2 separate regions of the Sus scrofa genome follow, and region 2 is linked to region 1. A link is a contact called in public promoter capture Hi-C data. All regions are on one chromosome and are shown on one strand. The core of a region is the stretch at or near the end of the contact, and the rest is flanking DNA. Distances in the headings are between cores, read along the strand shown. Region 1 holds the start of C8H4orf19. Region 2 has its middle 23 kb from the start of PGM2.

What was found. Promoter capture Hi-C pulls out the DNA fragments that hold promoters and counts their contacts.
Region 2: a promoter capture Hi-C map of liver shows a contact between it and region 1, with 11 times the contacts expected there. The contact joins the enhancer-like site here to the promoter of C8H4orf19 in region 1. A contact is called at or near these places in 2 of 5 promoter capture datasets (fetal liver and liver) and 5 of 47 Hi-C or Micro-C datasets (alveolar macrophages, embryonic fibroblasts, epiblast stem cells and 2 more).

Annotation. Positions count from the first base shown.
Region 1 is chr8:29,009,277-29,015,281 of Sscrofa11.1, reverse strand. C8H4orf19 reads right to left here and starts at 2,398. Exons shown (of 4, transcript XM_021101097.1): 1 at 2,144-2,398.
Region 2 is chr8:29,281,889-29,287,893 of Sscrofa11.1, reverse strand. No RefSeq gene overlaps it. Among named protein-coding and RNA genes, the nearest start is that of PGM2, 23 kb to the left of the region's middle. Within about 2 kb of position 2,518, at least 5 of the 83 cell types and tissues checked have an H3K27ac peak or open chromatin away from gene starts, as enhancers often do. A contact at or near this core is called in fetal liver and liver, where this site is marked.

The DNA.
Region 1 (6,005 bases), core at 1,149-3,648:
TGCTGAGCCACAATGGGAACTCCCTCATTTTCTTATTATTCTTAGCATTATTTTTAAAAAGCATATAATGAGGTAATCAGTCTGACCAGCAGACAGATGAAGGCTCAGGTCTGCCTTCTCCTAGCATGAGCCTATCAACTCTTTTCTAAATAACCATTAGATTGATTATTGGGTGCAGTAATTCTACCTGCACCCAATAATCAATCTAATGTCCTGAAGAAGAAGAAGAAATAGAAATGCAGGAGCTAGATACTGTCTTACCAAGAGCCAAAGAGAATCAAGATTCTGAGTTATTGAAAAAACTGTGGAACTAGAGGAATTTGAAATGAACAGTTCAGGTGGAGGAAACCCAGCTACTACTGAGAGGTTGGTATTCAATTTCTTGGAAACTGGAGTTCATTCCTGGAAGCACAGTCAATGGGCTCTTTGGGCACCAAGGGCAGGGCAGTTCCTGGAGCAAACAGGGCAGTACTGCTCTGCCCTTGGGCTGACACTAGATTGTGGCCAGCACTTGGCATGGTTGTTTTCAGGCTCAGACTGGGACTAGGTAGGAAGTCAGGGGGATCGTCCCATTTCTAGGTTAATGAACGTATTTAGTTGACATGCAAGTTATTGCTCTGCTTTGAGTTCCAAACATGCAAAACCTCTTAGAACATAGCTAAGATGGGCCACCTTGATCTTCGGATGTCATTATATATCTAAATCTTGAAAACCTTTGAGGGCCAGGCCCTGGGGCCAGATGCCATGAGGTAGGTGCTTATCACATACTTGCTGAATCAAAGAACTGGTTTGGGATGGACACAGAACTAGCAAAAGAGATAAAGACTGAAACCCTACTTCTATCAGTGTCTGCTTCATTTTACCTCTGCGATCAAGGGAGCTTCCTACAACTGACTCTTCACACTTTAGAGAAACACAAACAACTCCAGAACTCAGAGCTGTGTTATTGTTTCAGTGATAGGCTTCACAACTGAACTGTTCTATAGATATGGGTTTAACATCTGGCTCCTTAAAATAGTGTTAACTGGGGGATTAAATGTGGGAATAAGTGGCAAATCCAGAATCTATTGTCTTTAAAAGCAGCAACCCACTTTCCATTTCTTTCTCATTCAACTCTCAGATGTTTCTTAAATAGCTTGTTTACAACTACCCAGGAACATGCATAAGCTAGGGTGAGAAGTGAGAAAATAACCACTCTATTCTTTAATGATTTGAACCACCTCATGGAACACCGACTTCTAAATTCACTGGGCAAACATCTATACTGCAATGGAAAATATAATGTACTAAATTGCTAATAGGAGTTTTTGTTTTGTTTTTAAGGTTAATCACAGTGCTGGAGGAAGAAAAAAAAAAACCCAAACATTGATTTCTGTCTTGTATCACTAGAAAAACTGCTCAGTGGTGGCTTGTGAAAAATCTCACCTCATCCGGACTGCCAAGGTCAATGAGACCCAAGTAATCGACCTGGGAGATGCTTGCCTAATTATCAAACATTCTGCAAACATTTTGTGAACATTTAACCGTTTGCACCTGGACCCCTCCTTCAATCCATGCGGCTTCCTAGGGCTGCACCCTCTCCTCTCCACCACCCAGGGCGCCAACACCCCAAAGGGGCAAATCCTGGGACCCAAGGACATTTCAAAGAAACAGCGGCGGTCACCTTCCATTTCAGTTTTACTTAAAAACACTCAGATGTTTAAAAATAGGGGAAGAGGAGGGCTCAGAAATAAGAGGAAAATCTTTCGCAGTTTTTCCAATTCAAGTTCTCAGGCACCGTTGAAAGTTCATTAATTAGAGATTTAAAGACAGAAGTGTTTCATATACCAATCAGATGCCAAGCTTTGCAAACTGTCTTTGTCTTTAGTTGGGGGAAGTTTGTAAAAGTCCCCCCATCCACCCCATTCTGGAGTTTGCTTCTCTTTCCGCGCCTTTGTTGAACGACCTGACTTTCCCGAAGCAACCAAACCGAGAACTGCCTCACCCGCCCTCTTTTTTTTTCTCCCCCGGCAAAAGGAAATAAATAAAAATGCCCCGCGAGAGAAGTGGGAGAAATCATGCCACAAAGCCAAGTTCCGCGGGAGTCGAGCCCCCGTGTTGCCCGCGGCGGGGCCGGGAGCGCGGGGCGGGAGAAGGTCCCTACCTGGGGCCGGGCAGCAGCGGCGGTGTCGCGGCGCCCATGACTTCGCCGGCTTCGGGCGGCCGCGCGGGGAAACGCCAGCGGCTCAGCAGCGCCTGGACCCGCCGAGCTCGCTGCGGCCGCCCCGGCGCTGTCATTGGACCGATGAGTCACGTGGTCTGGCCGGCGGGCGAGCCCCTCCGGCCGGCGCAACCCCTCACCTGCGCGCCCCGCTTCGCGCAGAGGCCCCGGGAGCGCGACAGCAGACTTCCCGAGCCCGGACTGGGCTGCAGGACGCACCGGAGAAGAAAATCCCGGAGTTCGGCCTCTGATCCCCGATACTCAGGCTGCCAGGCAGCCGGCGCCGCGAAACTTTGGTGCCGGCTTTTCCGCCGTGCTGCTGGGAGAGGGGAGCTTCCTCAGATTCGGCGTGAGTCAGGGAGGTACGTAAATGCACTCCCTGGCGAAGAGACCTCCCCTCGTCCCCCGTGAACTTGGGGTTTGTTTCCTTCCCGGTTCTGGCCATAGCCGCTTACACCTGGTGTGTGCAGTTCGCCTGCTTTTTATGGGATAGATGGGAAAGAGCGCAGACGCTACTGGGGCGAGAATTCCCAGGGAAGTTGCACACACTCATCTGCACCCTCAGGACCGCAGTGGGAGTTCAATGATGTGCTTTCCTGCCCCCACCTTCCCTTTCTGTGCCTGGGGTGTTGGAACTTTGGCTGTCACACTCCGTCCACCGTCCTGAGCTCCACGGCCGTGCTTGCTGCAATCCGTGCATCTAAGCTTGGTTGCTTTACTTTAAAATAGTATTTAAGGGTTGGAAAGTTTATTCACCTGTGCTCCAAAGTGCGTCGGTGTTGGTCTTGACAGGAGAATGTGTTAAGCAACGGCGCCACCTAGCTCGTCGTCTTCTCTCTTTCCCCTTCATTCATTCGGGGAGAGTCAGGATAAAACAGAATGCTGGAGAAGCAACAGACAGAATACTATTTAAAGATGAACACACTGCCCTCAGCTCTTAATGTGTCCACTCTAGTGATTCTAGCGCCATTTACACGACGACATTTCCCACGCTTTATGGGGGGAAACTCATGTTTTGAGATTCTTCCCACTTGTGTAGTAGCAGCATGCTTTAAAAATGATAGATTTATGAGGGACATTAAATGCTCTTTTACATCACTTTCTGATAAAAACTCTTTATCCCAGTAAAGGACCGTCCTAACTTCTAGCCCACGCTTAAGTAATGTCCACAGGATACTGATTACATTTATCGGTTAGATTATTCTAACCAAAAAGACTGGTATTTATCTTGGGTTTTAAAGTATAGTTCCCAGACTAGCAGAATCAGCATTATTTGGAGGAATTTAGCAAAAATGCAGATTCTTGGGCTCCACCCCAGACATTTGGATTCAGAGCTGGTGGAGCCAGGGAGGGTGAAGTAACTTGTATTTAAACAAATGATGTACATTCCAGTTTGAGAACCACCATCCTGAGTCTGCTCAAGCAGCTGGCTAAATTCCACTCATTTGTTAAAGGTTGGGATTCTGTAAAGTCAGAGGTGGTGGTGTTACTGGTAACCTCAAATTACCAGTGTTACATAATATGTCATGTTGACACACTGAAACCTCTGATGTGTCTATACAGAGTGTCATCTGTACTTTATGCAGATCACATGGAATGCCAAAAAACGTGGAGACCCTCATGAAAAATACAGAAGAAAAACCTATGGTTTCTTCATGCATATAGAAACGAAACACCATGATTCACTTAGTATTTTGGGTATGTTTATGTTTTCATTGGCATATAAATTATTCTCCACTGATGAGTCATGGAAGAGAGGAAAGCTAATTTGAGTGGATTTGTCCGTATAGTTCTAAATTTGTCAATATATTTCTAAAGAAGAGACAACAAACTTTTAAAAAAGGTTATGATGTTGGCTTACATTTTAAACCAAAAGGCACTGTATTAGGCGTTTTAGGATTTTGAGAAAGAGGTAACTGGTTGGATTCTTCATCTTTAGCTCAGATTCCCCATTGGATGGACACTATATTTCCAATTGCCTGCGTGGATATCTTAACCTTTAAACTCTTTGGGTTCAGGTTTATTATTTCCCTCATTTTCATCCCTAAACCTATTCATTTTACTTTTGCAACTCTATACTCTCCACCCAACTTCAACTGGAACTGGAATTATTTGTTTCCCTTCTCTTTCATCTCTTTCCTCTATCAGTGAAGTCCTGAAGTCATCCTTCTTAGCCATTGCATTGCCACTGCCCTAAGATCAAGTTCTTACATTCTCTAGCTCAGATCTCTGCAATGGTCTCTTTTCTGGTCCCCCAGATTCTAGTCCCTTCCCTCTCTAATCAATCTCACATAGTACTGCCCCAGTCTTTCTGAAATGCCATTTCAACCAGGTCTTTCACCTTCTCAAACATTTTTTTCATGACTCCCTATTGGCTACTGAATAAAGTTTAAAGTCCCTACATAGCATGTGAAGTCGTCCAAATAGCCCCTGGCCCTCTCTGGTTTTGTTCACACAGTTTCCTCCATCTGAAATGTCTTTCTGACGTTCTGACAGCTAAGTCCTATTTATCCTTCAAGCCTCTGGCTCTCTGTCATCTCTTGGCCATCCTTTTTGATTCCCAGTTAGAGTTAATTGCTCTTCTGCAATGTATCCTCAGTACCTGGCTGTCACTTTAACAACAACAACAAAAAAATCCATCTATCTTACATCTAGTTTAGTCATGCCTGCTTTAAATTGTAGGATTCTGGAGGGCAAGGGTTATTATGCATAACAAATTTTCAAATCATCTTAGGCATAGCATAATGCCTTGGACAAAACAGGCACAGTGTTGTGTTCTTGCCCCTAGGAAAGAAGGCATTTAATTAAACAACAAACTCCATGTATGTGAAATGCTTTTATGCAGATACTAATGATCTACTCCTCTACAATTTCTCTGAGAACCAAAAGAGAAGAAAATTTAAACTTCAACCTAAGGAATTTAGATTAGAATCCAAGAATGGATTCCCCTGCGTGGGTAATGGAATTGCTTTCAATGAGCGTAAGTTTTACGCAGGAGATGAGACCCAACAGATGATTTCAACTTTCTTCAGATCTGATTTTGTTTCTCAGGGGATGATTGTTTGGTGAAACTAGATACAAAGTTTCACCCATTTATTTCCTAGTTATCATCACTTCAGCTCTCCATTGCCTCTTTTTTTTTTTTTTTTTTTTTTTTTTTAGTTTTTTCTTCGTATGCACGTGGAGAATTCTCAGATCCCAGCGGCAAGAAGTGGGGGTTAGGGGAGAGATGCATATGGGAAGCTTCCCTCTTGGTCCTGCCCTCTCACCTGAAGGCAGTTCCCACTGCTGCCCCAAGCCCCAGAGGGAAGTACACAGCCCTCGCACTTACACACAGAGCTTGTTTCCTCTTTTTTTCTGTTAAGACTGTGAAATCCTAGAAGGTATAAACTATTTTATTAGCCTTTGTATTCCTGGCAAAATGCATGGCCAAGTAAATATTTGCTGAGTGAATACTTCAGCTGTAGTGGTTATGGTTATACCTGAAAATCCTGGGAGTTTGCAAAGACCTCCAGTGATCTTCAGAGCTTAGCCTGGCCTCTAATTAGCAAATTAGAGAGTATCTTATAGGTCATTATCAGTGCCTCCTGAATACTCAATGCTTTATTTTTATGCACCTTGAGAAGATAACAAAAAAGGCGTCGGTGGTGTATTGAAATCCTGTTCAGTGATTCCCTCTGGACCTCTGTTTTTAGGTTTACTCATCTCTACATTTGGAGTACTGACATACGGCTGTTGTGATGATTACATGGCTTAGTACATGCGAAACTCCAAAAAGTGCCTTGTGTATAGTAAGCGCTCAGTA
Region 2 (6,005 bases), core at 1,269-3,768, 270 kb before region 1:
CTGATTTAGTTATTAATCCTACAGTCATCTTTTAAGCCGTAAGACTTCCTGTAACAGTAAAAAGAAGTAATTTTTCTTACATTAATGGTTATTTCTGTTGGGCTCCCTGATAGTACTATTCTCTTCTAAAATAACTGTTTAAAAAGAGCTCTTTTTTATTGTGATAAAATATACACAACAGCATTTACCACTTCAATCATTTTCAAGAGCACAGTGCTGTAGCGTTAAGTACAGCCATATTGTTGTATTACCAGTACAACCATCCACCCACAGTACAACCAACCAGTATCTGCTAAAAAATTGTGTGGTTGTTGGTGGGAATGTAAATTGGTACAGCCATTCTAGAAAACAGTTATGACATTTCCTCAGAAAATTAAATATAGAACTACTATATGATCTAGCAATTCTACTCCTAGGCACATATCTGGATAAAAGTTTCACTCAAAAATATGCATGCACCCCCTATGTTCATTGCAGCACTATTCAAAATAGCCAAGACAAGGAAACAACCTAAATGTCCATCGGCAGATGAATTGATTAAGAAGATGTGGTACATACACAATGGACTATTACTCAGTCATAAAAAGGAACAAAATAATGCCATTTGCAGCAACATGGATGCAACTAGAGATTCTCATACTAAATGAAGTAAGTCAGAAAGAGAGTCAAATACCATATCACTTATTTGTGGAATCTAAAATATGGCACAGATGTGCCTATCTACAGAATAGAAACAGACTCACAGACATTGAGAACACAGTTGTGGTTGCCAAGAGGGAGGGAGTGGGATGGACTGAGAGTTTGGGGTTAGCAGATGCAAACTATTACATTTAGCGTGGATAAACAATGAGGTCCTGCTGTATAGCACAGGAAACTATATCCAGCCACTTACGATTGAACATGATAAAAGATAATATGAGAAAAAGAAGTATATATATGTATAACTTGTTACTTTGCTGTGCAGCAGATATTGACAAAACATTGTAAATTAACTATAATAAAAAATTAAAAATATAAAACATAACAAACATTGTGTTGTCCAATCTAATAAAAATTAATGTAAAGGGAGTTCCCGTTGTGGCACAGTGGAAATGAATCTGACTAGGAGCCATGAGGTTGTGGGTTCCATCCCTGGCCTCACTCAGTGGGTTAAGTATCTGGCGTTACTGTGAACTAGGGTGTAGGTCGCAGATGTGGCTCAGAACTGGCGTTGCTGCGGCTGTGGCGTAGGCCAGCAGCTGTAGCTCTGATTCGACCCCTAGCCTGGGAAGCTCCATATGCTGCAGATGCGGCCCTTAAAAAGCCAAAAAAAAAAAAAAAAAAAAAAAGTAAATATTAAGAGACTGTTAATAAAATAACTTATGAGTACCTTGAAATATATTTTTCTCTTTTTTTCTACTATATTAGTTTTCTATTGCTGGATAACAAATTACCTGAGTTTAGCAGCTAAAAACCAATATTTTATATTCTTTTTATCATATTACATCTTTGAAATCTGATGAGCCTATTACACTGACATTTCATCGCAATTCAGACTAGCTTCAGTGCAAGTGCTCACTGCACACCTCTTAACATCCTTTCTGTGTGAAGACACACCATTTATAACAAGGACTATGGGGTCTGGCAATTTAGAGCTTCTTCTAGATCTCAGAAGCAAAAGATCGCAGGATAAATGCACCAGTGCTTGGCACTTGTGCCAACTCCATGTAATTCACTTTGTACCATCTTGGTTTTATAGGAGGCCCATGAATGATCTTAGCCAGATGACCTACCTCAAGATGGGGGAGCTGGGAACTCCAAGGTATGGTCTTAGTCTAGATATCGTGGGAGGATTCTGTCTAGAAAATATCAATGTTCCAAGACCTTGTTTCCTGATAGGCTTAAACTAAAGAAGTTTATACAAGGTACTGGGAGTTCCCGTCGTGGCGCAGTGGTTAACAAATCCGACTAGGAACCATGAGGTTGCGGGTTCGGTCCCTGCCCTTGCTCAGTGGGTTAAGGATCCGGCGTTGCCGTGAGCTGTGGTGTAGGTTGCAGACGTGGCTCGGATCTGGTGTTGCTGTAGCTCTGGCGTAGGCCAGTGGCTACAGCTCCGACTCGACCCCTAGCCTGGGAACCTCCATATGCCGCGGGAGCGGCCCAAGAAATAGCAACAACAACAACAACAAAAAAGACAAAAAAAAAAAAAAGACAAAAAAAAAAAAAGAAGTTTATACAAGGTACAGACAAGATTATTATTAATAGCTTATCGCATTTGTAGCAAAAGTGTTGCAAAATACAACCACAACTCATGAGTACACAGAAAATAGCTTCTGTAGTTCTGTAGCAGGTCTGTTTTTTCCGTCTCCACCTTGAAGACTGGTGATGGGAGTGTATATTGGAAAACAAGTGAACTAGGAAATGTACACACTCTAAGCTTCAGCATTTCCTCCTTAAGCATATAAGACGGAGCTGGAGTCTGCAGACTTTTTCTATAAAATCCAGAGAGTCAATATTTGGGGCTTTGTGAGCCAGAAGATTTTTGGCCCTGCTACTCAGATCTGCTGCTGTGCTTGGAAAGCAGCCACAGACAACGTAGAACTGAGTGAGTGTGTTTATTCCAATAACACTTTATTTGTACACATTGAAATATGAATTTCACATAATTTTCTCATGTCATAGATATTCTTGTTCTTTTTTTCAACCATTTCAAACATACAAATCATTCCCAGCTGTGGGCCATACAAAACCAAGCAGCACACTGTTCTCAAAGAACTACTGCACATGTATAGTAAGGGGCTCTTGCAGGAAAGTTCCAGCAGTGCAGCTCGTAATCACAACAAAATAAGTTCACCCCTGAAGCACAGACCGGAAGCAGTAGTTCGTGATATACTCATAGGGTGGAACACGCAGAGCCCTGAAAATACATGAACTACAGTTACATGTGTCAGTGTGAATGGATCTCAAACACTTAATACTGATCAAAAAAGCAAGTCACAGAAAAATTCATATAGCTGTATTAAAAAAAATTCAACAGGAGTTCCCATCATGGCGCAGTGGTTAACAAATCCGACTAGGAACCATGAGGTTGCAGGTTCGGTCCCTGCCCTTGCTCAGTGGGTTAACGATCCGGAGTTGCTGTGAGCTGTGGTGTAGGTTGCAGACACGGCTCCGATCCAGCGTTGCTGTGGCTCTGGCGTAGGCCAGTGGCTACAGCTCCAATTGGACCCCCAGCCTGGGAACCTCCATATGCCGCAGGAAGTAGCCCTAGAAAAGGCAAAAAAAAAAAAAAGAAAAAAAAAAATCAACAATACAAAGGTAATAAAACTACAAAGAAAGGCAAGGAAATTATAAACAATAATCCAAGAAAATGTTTCAGTTAGGAATGAGGAGAGATGGAGATACATGGGGAAGCACAAAGGAGCTTCCGAGGTACTGGACTTTTCCTATTTCCTAAATTTTCCTGCTGGGCATGTAGGAGTTCCTTTTATTCTCATGTTTTAAAGTGTATGTATAAAGAATATATGCTTATAAATGTATATTTTACTAAAATATAATCTAATATTTAAAAAAGCACCACTACTGAAAAATTGAAACTGGTAGAGTATTTATTACACAGATTTGCTTGCATGTTAGGGGTTTAGCAAATGAATCTTAGTTTTATAGGAAAGGGCGCCCTCTTCAGGCAATATGTCCAATGTTGTTAAAAATTTTGGATAAAAAATGCGGCCTTAAAAAATACCCCCTCCCCGAGGAGTTCCCTTCGTGGCTCAGTGGTTAACGAAACCGGCTAGGAACCGTGGGGTTTCGGGTTAGATCCCTGGCCTTGCTCAGTGGGTTGGGGATCTGGCATTGCCATATGCTGCAGGAGCGGCCCTAGAAAAGGCAAAAAGACAAAAAAACTCAAAAAACCTCCTCCCCAATCATCTACATCCCCTCCCTGAAACTCATAGAATCACAGGACTAAGAGGCACTTTGTGAGGTGTTTTATGTCTAATCTTAAACAGTACAAAGTATTTTATTTTTGGAAATCTCCAGGGAAGTATTTTTTTTTCTATTTTCACTTAATACTATGAAAATTTAATTAAAAAATCCTTGTTGCCTTTATTTCCTAATTTTTGTTTCTTACCAATTTCACAAGTCCCTTCAACTCCTTTCTTGGACGATTTAAAGTACACCTATAGAAATGCTTATCATGGGATGGCTCCCTTGACCTGTGATGACTCCCATAGTTGAGAAAGACTGAGTTTCTTATCATTTGCTTTCTTCTTCTTTTTTTAATGACTGCACCCATGGCATATGGAAGTTCTTGGACCAGGTTGCACCTGTGGCAATGCTAGTCCTTCAACCCATCCACGGATGGAAACTGCCTCTGCTGCGACCCGAGCTCCTGCAATTGAATTCTTTTTTTTCTTTTTAGGGCGGCATATGGAAGTTCCTGGGCTAGGGTTGAATTGGAGCTGCAGGTGCACAGCAATGCCAGATCCTGAGCCACATCTGTGACCTATGCTGCATCTTTCGGAAGCTGTCCTTAAACCAGAGGGAGGCCAGGGATCCAACCCACATCCCATGCATACAAATTGAGTTCTTAACCCATTAAGCTACAATGGGAACTCCAAGCAGTCAGATTCTTAACCCACTGTGACACAACACAAACTCCAAGAGCAAGAATTTCAGAATTCTATTTATACTCAGAGAAAAACTCTATCCAGATCAAAGATCTTGTGGTTTGCCTGAATATTTAACATAAGCCTTCATTTAATGTGTATATTATATTATAGTCCATGAAAATGACCTATACAAAAATTGCCATTTAGTCAACAATTGCTAAAAATACAGTGAAATCAATAAATCTATTTTTTGGGGGGGAGCTCTCATCATGCATGGCTCAGAGGTTAATGAACCTAACTAGCATCCATGAAGATGTGGGTTCAATCCCTGGCCTCTTTCACTGGGTTAAGGATCTGACGTTGCGGTGCGCTGTGTGTGTAGGTCACAGACGCAGCTCTGATCCCGGGTTGCTGTGGCTGTGACTGTGGTGTAGGCCAGCGGTTACAGCTCCGATTAGACCCCTAGCCTGGGAACTTCCATATGCCACAGGTTCAGCTCTAAAAAAGGCAAAAAATAAAATTAAAAGAAAAGAAAATTGTTTTAGAGAAAAACATCTTAATTAGACAATCCCTTTCTAAAAAAATTGTACCATTTTTGTTTAATAAGGAAGGAAAAGTAGACAGCAGAAATTAGAATCCTAGAATTTTAAAACTGAAAGAGATTTTATTTTTTATTTTTTTATTTTATTTTTTTTGTCTTTTTTGCTATTTCTTGGGCTGCTCCTGCGGCATATGGAGGTTCCCAGGCTAGGGGTCCAATCGGAGCTGTAGCCACCGGCCTACACCAGAGCCACAGCAACTCGGGATCTGAGCCGCGTCTGCAACCTATACCACAGCTCACGGCAACGCCGGATCCTTAACCCACTGAGCAAGGGCAGGGACCGAACCCGCAACCTCATGGTTCTTAGGCGGATTCGTTAACCACTGCGCCACAACGGGAACTCCTGAAAGAGATTTTAGAGACCGTCTTGTCTGTTGCAGTCTAGTGCAGGCAGTTGCCCTCAGGTGAGTAAACTGAGTTCTATAGTGGTCAACTGATTTTCCCCAAATCATATAATTTTAGTAATTGAAGCAATTCTTTTAATCAGTTGCAAATGAATTTAAGCAGAAGGTTGGTTTTTATCTTTTTTTTTTTTTTTTTTTTTTTTTTTTTTAATTTTCCCACTGTACAGCAAGGGGATCACGTTATCCTTACATGTATACATTACAATTACATTTTTTTCCCCCACCCTTTGTTCTGTTGCAACAGGAGTATCTAGACAAAGTTCTCAATGCTACTGAGCAGGATCTCCTTGTAAATCTATTCTAAGTTGTGTCTGATAATTGGTTTTTATCTTAATGCAATTGTTTCTTCAGTGGTCACTTGACATGCCTGGTCTTTTATCTCTGGGTAGCTGGGAGGCAGTATTGTGCAGT